Regions from separate parts of the Mus musculus genome. Here region 2 is linked to region 1. Evidence: chromatin contacts called from public targeted proximity ligation data. All regions are on one chromosome and are shown on one strand. The core of a region is the stretch at or near the end of the contact, and the rest is flanking DNA. Distances in the headings are between cores, read along the strand shown.

The links.
Region 2: a targeted proximity ligation map of the SCID.adh cell line shows a contact between it and region 1, with 13 read pairs. A contact is called at or near these places in 2 of 39 promoter capture datasets (the C10 cell line and hematopoietic stem and progenitor cells), 12 of 484 Hi-C or Micro-C datasets (the C3H10T1/2 cell line, CD4 T cells, CD8 T cells and 9 more), 19 of 130 datasets of targeted methods (the 230-238 cell line, CD8 T cells, the HPC-7 cell line and 13 more) and 4 of 9 other capture datasets (adipose tissue, embryonic stem cells, liver and 1 more).

The regions. Positions count from the first base shown.
Region 1 is chr19:12,486,150-12,490,308 of GRCm38.p6, reverse strand. It overlaps Dtx4 (deltex 4, E3 ubiquitin ligase), which reads left to right. Exons shown (of 9, transcript NM_172442.3): 3 at 3,819-3,880. Among named protein-coding and RNA genes, the nearest start is that of Dtx4, 14 kb to the left of the region's middle.
Region 2 is chr19:12,571,998-12,576,217 of GRCm38.p6, reverse strand. Fam111a (family with sequence similarity 111, member A) reads right to left here and starts at 2,693. Exons shown (of 4, transcript NM_026640.2): 1 at 2,638-2,693.

The DNA of each region.
Region 1 (4,159 bases), core at 404-2,903:
GACTGCACAGAGTCCAATGGGTATTAGCTGCCGATGGTGATGATGATGATGATGACGACGATCTAATGACTATACCCTTGTGTTAGTGAACTCAAGGCTAAGCTGAGCCAATCCAACTTACACATCATTTTTGTCCCCTTGACAAATGCCCCAGTGACCCCATGCCATCATGAAGACAGATGCCCCGAGATCACCTTGAACTACAACGAGTGTGAGGAACTCAACAGGCTTCGTTTCTTTTGTTTGTTCCCCTGCCAAGCTGGAGAAGTGAGTGCAGTCCAGGCAGCACAATTCAAAAGGGGTATAGAAATGAGTTGCTTTTGCACTGTTTTTCTGAAAGGGGTCCCTCCCACCTCTCTCTGTCTTCCAGCCCTTTCTTCTCACCTTTTTTCCACCTCCTGCATTCCCATTGCCATCTTCCCTTGTAGCTTTTCTTGGCCACTAATGAGCATGTGTTATCCTCTTTGTCTGGAACTGCCATCAACCTTCTGTCATTACACAGCCCCGTCCCCATCCCCTCTGCCCATGACCTCTTCAAGCAACTTTCCCACAGGAAAGGGGAAAAAAAAAAAGGAAGATCAAGGATGGCAGGCAATGTGGGATGAAGAGAAAGTATTGGCAGGGGACAAAAGATACAGCAAATTATTCAGACACAAGCAGGAGGTTCTTAAAAGGGGTGGGAAGGTCGGTGCAGGGCAGCAGTCACCCCTCTCCCCCTCAGAGTCCAGGCTTCGGTACCTCCAGTTAGGCATGGTTGCTGGTTGCCTTAGAGACAAGGCCATTGTCCTTCATGAGGCTTCCTGGGTTGGTGAATAACTCAGAAAACACTAGCCTTCTCCGCATGAGGTCTGCAAGGATCTCTCTCTCTCTCTCTCTCTCTCTCTCACACACACACACACACACACACACACACACACACACACACACACACACACACACACAAACGGCCTGTTCAGGCCTCCTCTCTTTACTGTGTCAGTTCCTCTCAGTTTTACTTTATCAATGGAAATAAAAACTTGGATCCTCCATAACTGGGAACAGCCCAAGAGGATGGGGGAAGGGCTGTCTTCCGATTGGCCAGTGCGTGATTAGGTCAAAGGGCTTTGGCTTGGTTGCCTGGAAGATGGGAGAAGGAGGCTTGCTATTGGACCGCTGCTTCACAGAAGGAGGGGTTTGGGCTCAGATAGCTGAGGCCCTAGGGCAGAGGACAGGTTTTCTGGGATTTTCATTTTAACCAGGAACCATGGGGGAAGGGCAGGCAGGTGCTGCCTGCTCACAGTCCCCAGTACTGCTAGGCTTTCAACTCTGCCAGGCTTTCGACTCTGCCTTTTATACCTGATACCCTGTGGTCAAGATTGTGAGAAAACTGGATTATTAAAGCAGGAAGTGGCAGAAATCAAGCCCTTCGACAATTGGAAAAATAAAAGTGTAAACAGTTGCCCAAATTTGCACAAGGCTCAGCTGTTTATCAACTACTTGACCTAGATCCTACAGCCTCACAGGGACCCCAAGGGAGCAGACATTTATCGGACCTTGTTTACAGCTGAGGTTAAAGGCAGGCAGATTTGATCACAGAACACAGAGGATCTGGCCAGAGCTGCCAGAGGCAAAGCAGGCAGTGTACAGATGTGGGCAGTCACTTTCCATTTCTTCTCATTGTTTGCTGTTGGTATTTAGTAAAGCACACAGCCCTGCCCTCCGCTGAGCCCCAGTGCTGCCCACAGACCAGGGACCAGGTTGCCCCCTTCCTGACACACAGAGGAAGGTTGACCCCACAGGTTGATCCCAAAGTCTTGCTGAGTGTTCAAGGGTTCCACAAACAGGCTTCCCCTATCTCTCTCTCTAGACGCCCCCACACGCCACAATCCCCGGGCTGCTCTGAGGATTGGAGTACTTCCTGGTTGACCAGAGAGTGTGTGGAAACCTGCCAGTCAGGTTTGTGGAAACAAAGGTGGCCTTTGTCACACAGATCACAGTTTTTTATCAGCTGTGGTAGGGGCCCTGGAGATGGTGAAAGGAGGCAGGTGCGGGGGCTGTGCGGCACGTGCTGTCCCCTAGTGGTGAACAGGGGACATACCACAAGGGGCAGACTCTTCTAGCCTCTTCAGGTAGAGTGGAGAGGTGAATCTGCCCTGGAAGGGATTCAGGGCTTCTGACTCACCTTTCTCTCAAATAGTGTAATGGGAAGGTGCCAAGGCGAGACATTCTAACCCCAGATCCCTGAGGCTCAAGCAGTTGGCTGACTTCATGTTATTTGCAGTGCTTGGTTGTTTACACAACCAGGAATCAAGGCCGTTCCCCTTTCCTTGGTCTAGTGGCTTTTATTTTCAAGTCAGCTTTTCCCTCATCTCCCCACATCCAGTCTTGCTTTATTCAGGCGACAGTTGGGAAAGAAAAGTAGCTTTAGGTTTGGCCCGATACATAGCGTCATATGCTTTGATTAGCTTCACTGCTTCTGTCTTCACGGAAAGGCAACAGAGGAAGCGCATCCTACTGGACCTGGTGTGCTCCGGTAGAGAGACTTGGCTATCAGGCCTCTCTTCTGTCCTGATGGTGCCTTCGTGCATTACAGTATGGGGCAATGCAGAGCACGGCATCATGGGAGGCGCAGTGAAAGGACTCTGGAGCCAGATAGTGTGTGTTGGATTCTTGTTGCAATCTTGGTCTAGTTGGCGTAACCTCTTGTGTGCCCCAATTTTGTTACTTATGCAGCAAGATTGACTTTAACACTCCTTACCTAGAGACCTGGGAGGACTGAGTAGGCTTATTGTTGAAGAGTTAGGATTGCCCCCAGCCAGATATGAGCCCTGTGAATCATAGCCCATAGAGGAAGACCCATGGGGTGTCATGCTCACAGCTGCATCTCCAGCATTAAACATGATTATCCCAAAGTAGGGTTCAATGAGTTCTTCTCAAATAGACACATAAATAAATATTGCTTTTTTTCCTTCTGACTTCCCAGCACAGCCCTACCCCAGCTGGACTCTCAGGCTTCCTTGATCCCAGAGGCATCTATCTATCTATAGACAGGCCCACTGGCTTCTCCAAGCCAGCTGTGGAAGCCTGGGTGGCAGAGGGGAATGGCACAAGTCCCATCTCTATGTGTCTTGTATTTTCACCTTCAGTGCCTTCGCCGTGGGCGGCCTGGCCTTTCCCAGGCAGCTGTGTGGGCTCCTCTCCAGAGCTGGGGAGGTCAGCAAGGGGAGGAGTCTCGGCTTGCCTTTATAAGTTTCTGGGACAAGGAGAAGTGACAGCTGTTTAGGCAGTGTTTTCCAAATGCTGGACCAGGGATTGCAACATCTCTGCTCTCCGGGGAACATGGGGGTGGGGTGATATGGATTCCTGTGGTGCATGGATTTGGGGATAGGGATATAACTCTGATCATGGCTGAAGATCTGTATTTTAGCCAATAGTAAGGGAATGTAAGCGGAAACGGGCAGGGTCCTGGAAGAACATTGTAGGGAGAGGAAACGACATTTTCCAAAGGTGCGTAGGCAGGCATGTGACTGGCAGGGGTGAGGACCAGAAAGAACAAAGGTAAAACAACGATGAGAAGAGGCTGGCAGAAGGCTAAGAAGGTTGAGGTAGAGGAATTGGCAGACAGTGCAGAGCTGGGAACTCCTTGCTTTGACCGTGGGCATCCTGGACCCATTCTTCATTCTCAGGTTCTGAGTGGAGGGTGTCAAGATCTGAGTTCAGTTTGAACCTCTCACCTCCCATTGATCTCCTAAGAACCCACTGCACTTTGGTAGGTTTAAACACTGGTTCATTTTGTTCTGATGTCAGAGCCATAATACATCTGCCCTTTACTTCCACAGGGTTCCCACTGTGCCTGTGAAAAACTTGAATGGGTCCAGCCCTGTTAATCCTGCCTTGGCAGGTAAGAGCTCACGAACCTGGGTTTGACTGACGTAGGCTGAAAACTCAGAATCATGGAGAGACTAGTGAACACATATTTATAAAGAGGGGAGAATTTGGATGCTAATGGGAGAAAATGAGATCTTAGGAGCTGAGTAGGAAAGCTCAGTGGGTGGTGCTAAACACCGAGCATGCCAGGGGTCTTGAGAGATAGCTCATTTAATAAAGTGTTTGACTGGCAAGCATGAGGACAAACATTCTAGCCCAGAATCCCTGTTCTTTTTTGTTTTAAAACGGAAAG
Region 2 (4,220 bases), core at 1,444-3,943, 85 kb before region 1:
AGTCACACTCAACAAGTTAGGATTGTCTTTTTGTACAATTGCAGTGCCAATTTATTCACATCAAAATGCAACTAAGATACAGACATCACCTTTATTTTTTTTTTTTCCTTTAAAACATGTCTTGTTTTGTAGGCCAAGATGACCTCAAACTGGCCACCCTCCTGTCTCACCCTCCTCAGAGTTGGGACGAAAGTGAGCACAGCACACCCAACTTAATTATGCATTTTAGTCGTGTTTCCATCCATGTAGAAAGTGATCAGACGAAAACAGAAAGGTTGTCTGCGGACAGCCACCCACGGCTTGCTTCTTTTCTCTATGTGTAATTGAAGCACATACCCGGTGGGAGCCATGTAAAGCCTGTGTCCATGATCTTAACCCCTCCATTGTAGCACCTGAGTCCTAGATTTCTACCAGTAACTGCTGCTAAGGAGCTAGGAAGGATGTCTACTAGCCCCCCTGAACTAGTTCTGTGTTTGTGAAAAGCAGAAGCAACTAAAAATATGGCAGGGACATCCTATGAGAATTTGCACAGCAGGGTGAATGCCAAGAGTACGGGCTTAGCTTAGGCAGCCATGTTGGAGCTGCAGGGACCTGGGCTTACTGGCTGGCTCCTTCCTTTCTTTTTCTTTCTTTTTTTTTTTTTTTTTTTTTTGGTTTTTGGTTTTTGAGACAGGGTTTCTCTGTATAGCCCTGGCTGTCCTGGAACTCACTTTGTAGACCAGGCTGGCCTCGAACTCAGAAATCTGCCTGCCTCTGCCTCCCGAGTGCTGGGATTTTAAAGGCTTGGGCCACCACCGCCCGGCTACTGGCTACTTTCTGCCTCTTCCTCACCCTAAAAGGAGGGGCAGAGTCATCCTCATCTGCTGTGAAAATTGAACGGCCATCTGTGAACGATTACTCAGAGAATATTCCTGCTAGTGCTGGGATTGAGGCCAATATTTACCCACAGGGACACGCCTTGGACTTAAGAAAATGATAGTGCATGAGTACTTGAGGAACTGGTCTGGACTAGCTGATCTTGGTGGGCAGAAATTTCTGTTCAACCAGAAAAACAATGTGAGGTTCCCTGTCTGTTGATGGTTCATATTGTAAAATATAAAAGCTAACAGAAAGAAATATGAATTTGGCAGTTCACAGGCACATGCTTAAACAATTCTGAATCATTCCATATCTACCCCCACACAAACGATTTTCGGTATTCATGCTGGGTCATATTTTATTAGAATGTGGAGGAGGATCAGGTTAAAATGTCCACAGCCAGCCTGAGTTAAATGAGACTTTGTCTCAAAAAAAAATGGTGGAAATATCCTCTAATACAGAATTATTTGCTATATGATAGGTATTTGGAAGTTCATTGTATGATCCCCTCCTTCGTTTGTTTGTTTGTTTGTTTGTTTGTTTGTTTGTTTTTCGAGACAGGGTTTCTCTGTATAGCTCTGGGGATCCTGAAACTCACTTTGTAGACCAGGCTGGCCTCAAACTCAAAAATCTGCCTGCCTCTGCCTCCCCAGTGCTGGGATGAAAGGTGTGCGCCACCATGCCCGGCATATGATCCCCTCCTGCCTCCACTCCTCCTTGCTTTTTCAGTTAGAATGATGTGAATACAAATTCCTCCGAGTATACCACATTATAATTTGAGAAGACAAAGTACTTACATGTACTATCTTTCTTTAGTAGAGCAATAAACCAATATGGCCTGTACCAAGTCCCATCCTCGGTCTCCCTAACAGTTTCCTGGAATTGCTTTCTCCATCTTCTTCCCCTTTCTCTTGCCCCCTTTTTCTTTCCCCTGGCCTTTCTCACTCTCCCTATTTCTGAATAACGCCCTGCCCCACCAAGCCCCTTTAAGCCTCTTTCTGGCTTCTGAGCCACATCCGTCCCTCCCTATTGCCTAATAACTTCCTCTCCAGCCCCTTGTCTCCCTCCCCCACCTTCACTTCCCCCTCTCTTAAAGGCGCTTATTTTCTGGCTAGCCATGTGCACATTCTTGCCTACTTACTTTTCTCTCAGAAAGGCTTTCCAGAGGCAAAGACCAGAGCTGATCTAAGCCTGCCTCTTCCTACACTACCACATCATCAATACCAGCACGCTGAGGCTAGAATGCTGAAAACAACCCTGGGCTCCCTGGGTCCTTCAGATGGGTTAGCCCTTCTGCCTCTGTCCCAAGGGCTTTCCAGCGCTAGAAGTTCCCCCATGCCACCAGTGTGCCTGAGATTTCACCCACTCTTCATTTCAGAGTAGCACAGTTTGTTTATGGACCTGCCACCTTCCCTGGCTCACAGCTAGGACCAGCTACACTTGAACCCAACATCTAGCATTAAGTCTGCTTTTGGGAGGAAACCGTCACAGTGCCCTTAAAGAACACTAAAGATGACTGGTATTTTCTAGTCCTCAGCAGAACATACTGGGTTATGTTGATGGAAACAGCAGACAAATCAGGTTAATGTAGTAACCACCTATTCGAATATGGATAGCTTCCACTCCACCTGCTAGGCAAGCCTGAGAAAGAAATCAGTATTTGTCACTTGTGTATTTTTATTCCAAGATGAAATAGACTTGCTAAATATATTGGTGAATATTTGCTGCACACCACATTCTGACATGAAGAAATTAATCTTAAAGTGGCTTTTTACTTACTGGATCTTTCCACTCTATGGCAGCTTCGCTCCAGCCGCTGGAATCCCGGGTCTTTTAGAAAAAACAGAACCAGACTGTCATTTGACGTCTTTGTTCAGAGGGTGGAGAGACTGCGGATTGGTCCTTTCTCTGAACAGCAACCAGCTGTGCTTCAGTCCATTGGCTGCATTCAGAGCGCGGGACTGGACCAGAGCAAGCGCAGTGTGCATCCGCCCTGGTCTCTAAGGGCCGCCTAGTCAAGGAAGCCCGCCAATCGAGTGGGTGTGGTCCTCTACTCTCCAGGGATCTCCTTTTAGAGCCTAGTCAAATGAGGTATGCTAACTGGACTCAGTGGGAAGCTGAGGAGCCAGGACTAGATCTGGGTTCCCTCCTGGTTTCAGGCAGGTCCAGGGATTTTCTTCCAAATAGCAAGAGAGACCAGGGCAGCAGGTTAGTGACATGCTTTCTGGCTGCAGGCAGGAAGAGAATGAGCTAGGAGGAGGAAGGCTGGAGGACTCAGGGCCTTTCTAGGGGGTAACATCCCCACAGCAGACCAGCTTCAGTACTTGAACAAATCAGAAAGAAGCTGCAAATCCTTGTCAAAGACTCATTTTTCAAAAATGTATTAAATTTATTATTTGTGTGTAATATGTGTATGTGTGTGTATGCCACATGTCACAACTTTCAGGAATTCAGGCTCTTTCCTACCATGTGAGTCTAGTGGATCAAACTCAGTCAGACTTGGCAGCAGATGCTGAGTCATCTCGATGACCTAATAAATTGATTTTTTTCCAGATGTGCATCATTGGGAGTAAATATTTTCTACTCATAAAGAGAGTGTCCACTCCAGAAATATGAGCTGTGATTAAAAAGGAGGAAGAGGAGGGAGGGAGCCAGGCAGGGAGTGGGAAGAGATTACTGGGAGACACAACTGTTATGGGGCAAGAAGGAGGATGCTTAGGGCATGGCTAAAGAACTAGGGCAGTGGAAAGTCCCAGGAATCTATAAGGGTGACCCCAGCAATGGGGGATACAGAGCCTGAACCAGTAATCTTCTATAACTGGACAAGATTTCCAATGAACAGTTTGGGACACTAACCCAGCCACAAAGCATTCTACCTACAAATTGTCCTGCCTACAAGATAGTCTGGGGAAAAGTGGTGCAGAAATTGTGGAGGTGGCCAGGGATGACTGGTCCATCTTGAGACCCATATCATGTGAGGAAGCCAACCCCTGACACTACTAAAGATATTCATTCATACTTGCAGACAGACGCCTAACATAATCATTAGCAGAAAGGCTTTACCCAGCAATGAATGGAAACACAGATGCAGAAACCCACAGCCAAACATTAGGAAGAGCTTGGGCAATCCTGCAGAAGAAAGGGAGGAAGATGGTAGGAGTCAGAGGGGTCAAGCATACCACAAGAAAACCCACAGAATCAACTAACCTGTTTCCATAGCAGCTCACAGAGACTGAGCAGATTACAACTATTGCTACCACCTTGGAGAACCCAAACATCTCTGAAAACCTAAAACATATATCTAGCTATATGCTCTTTTCCACATCTACCACACCCCAGAGTTTGTAGTTCACATAGATTCT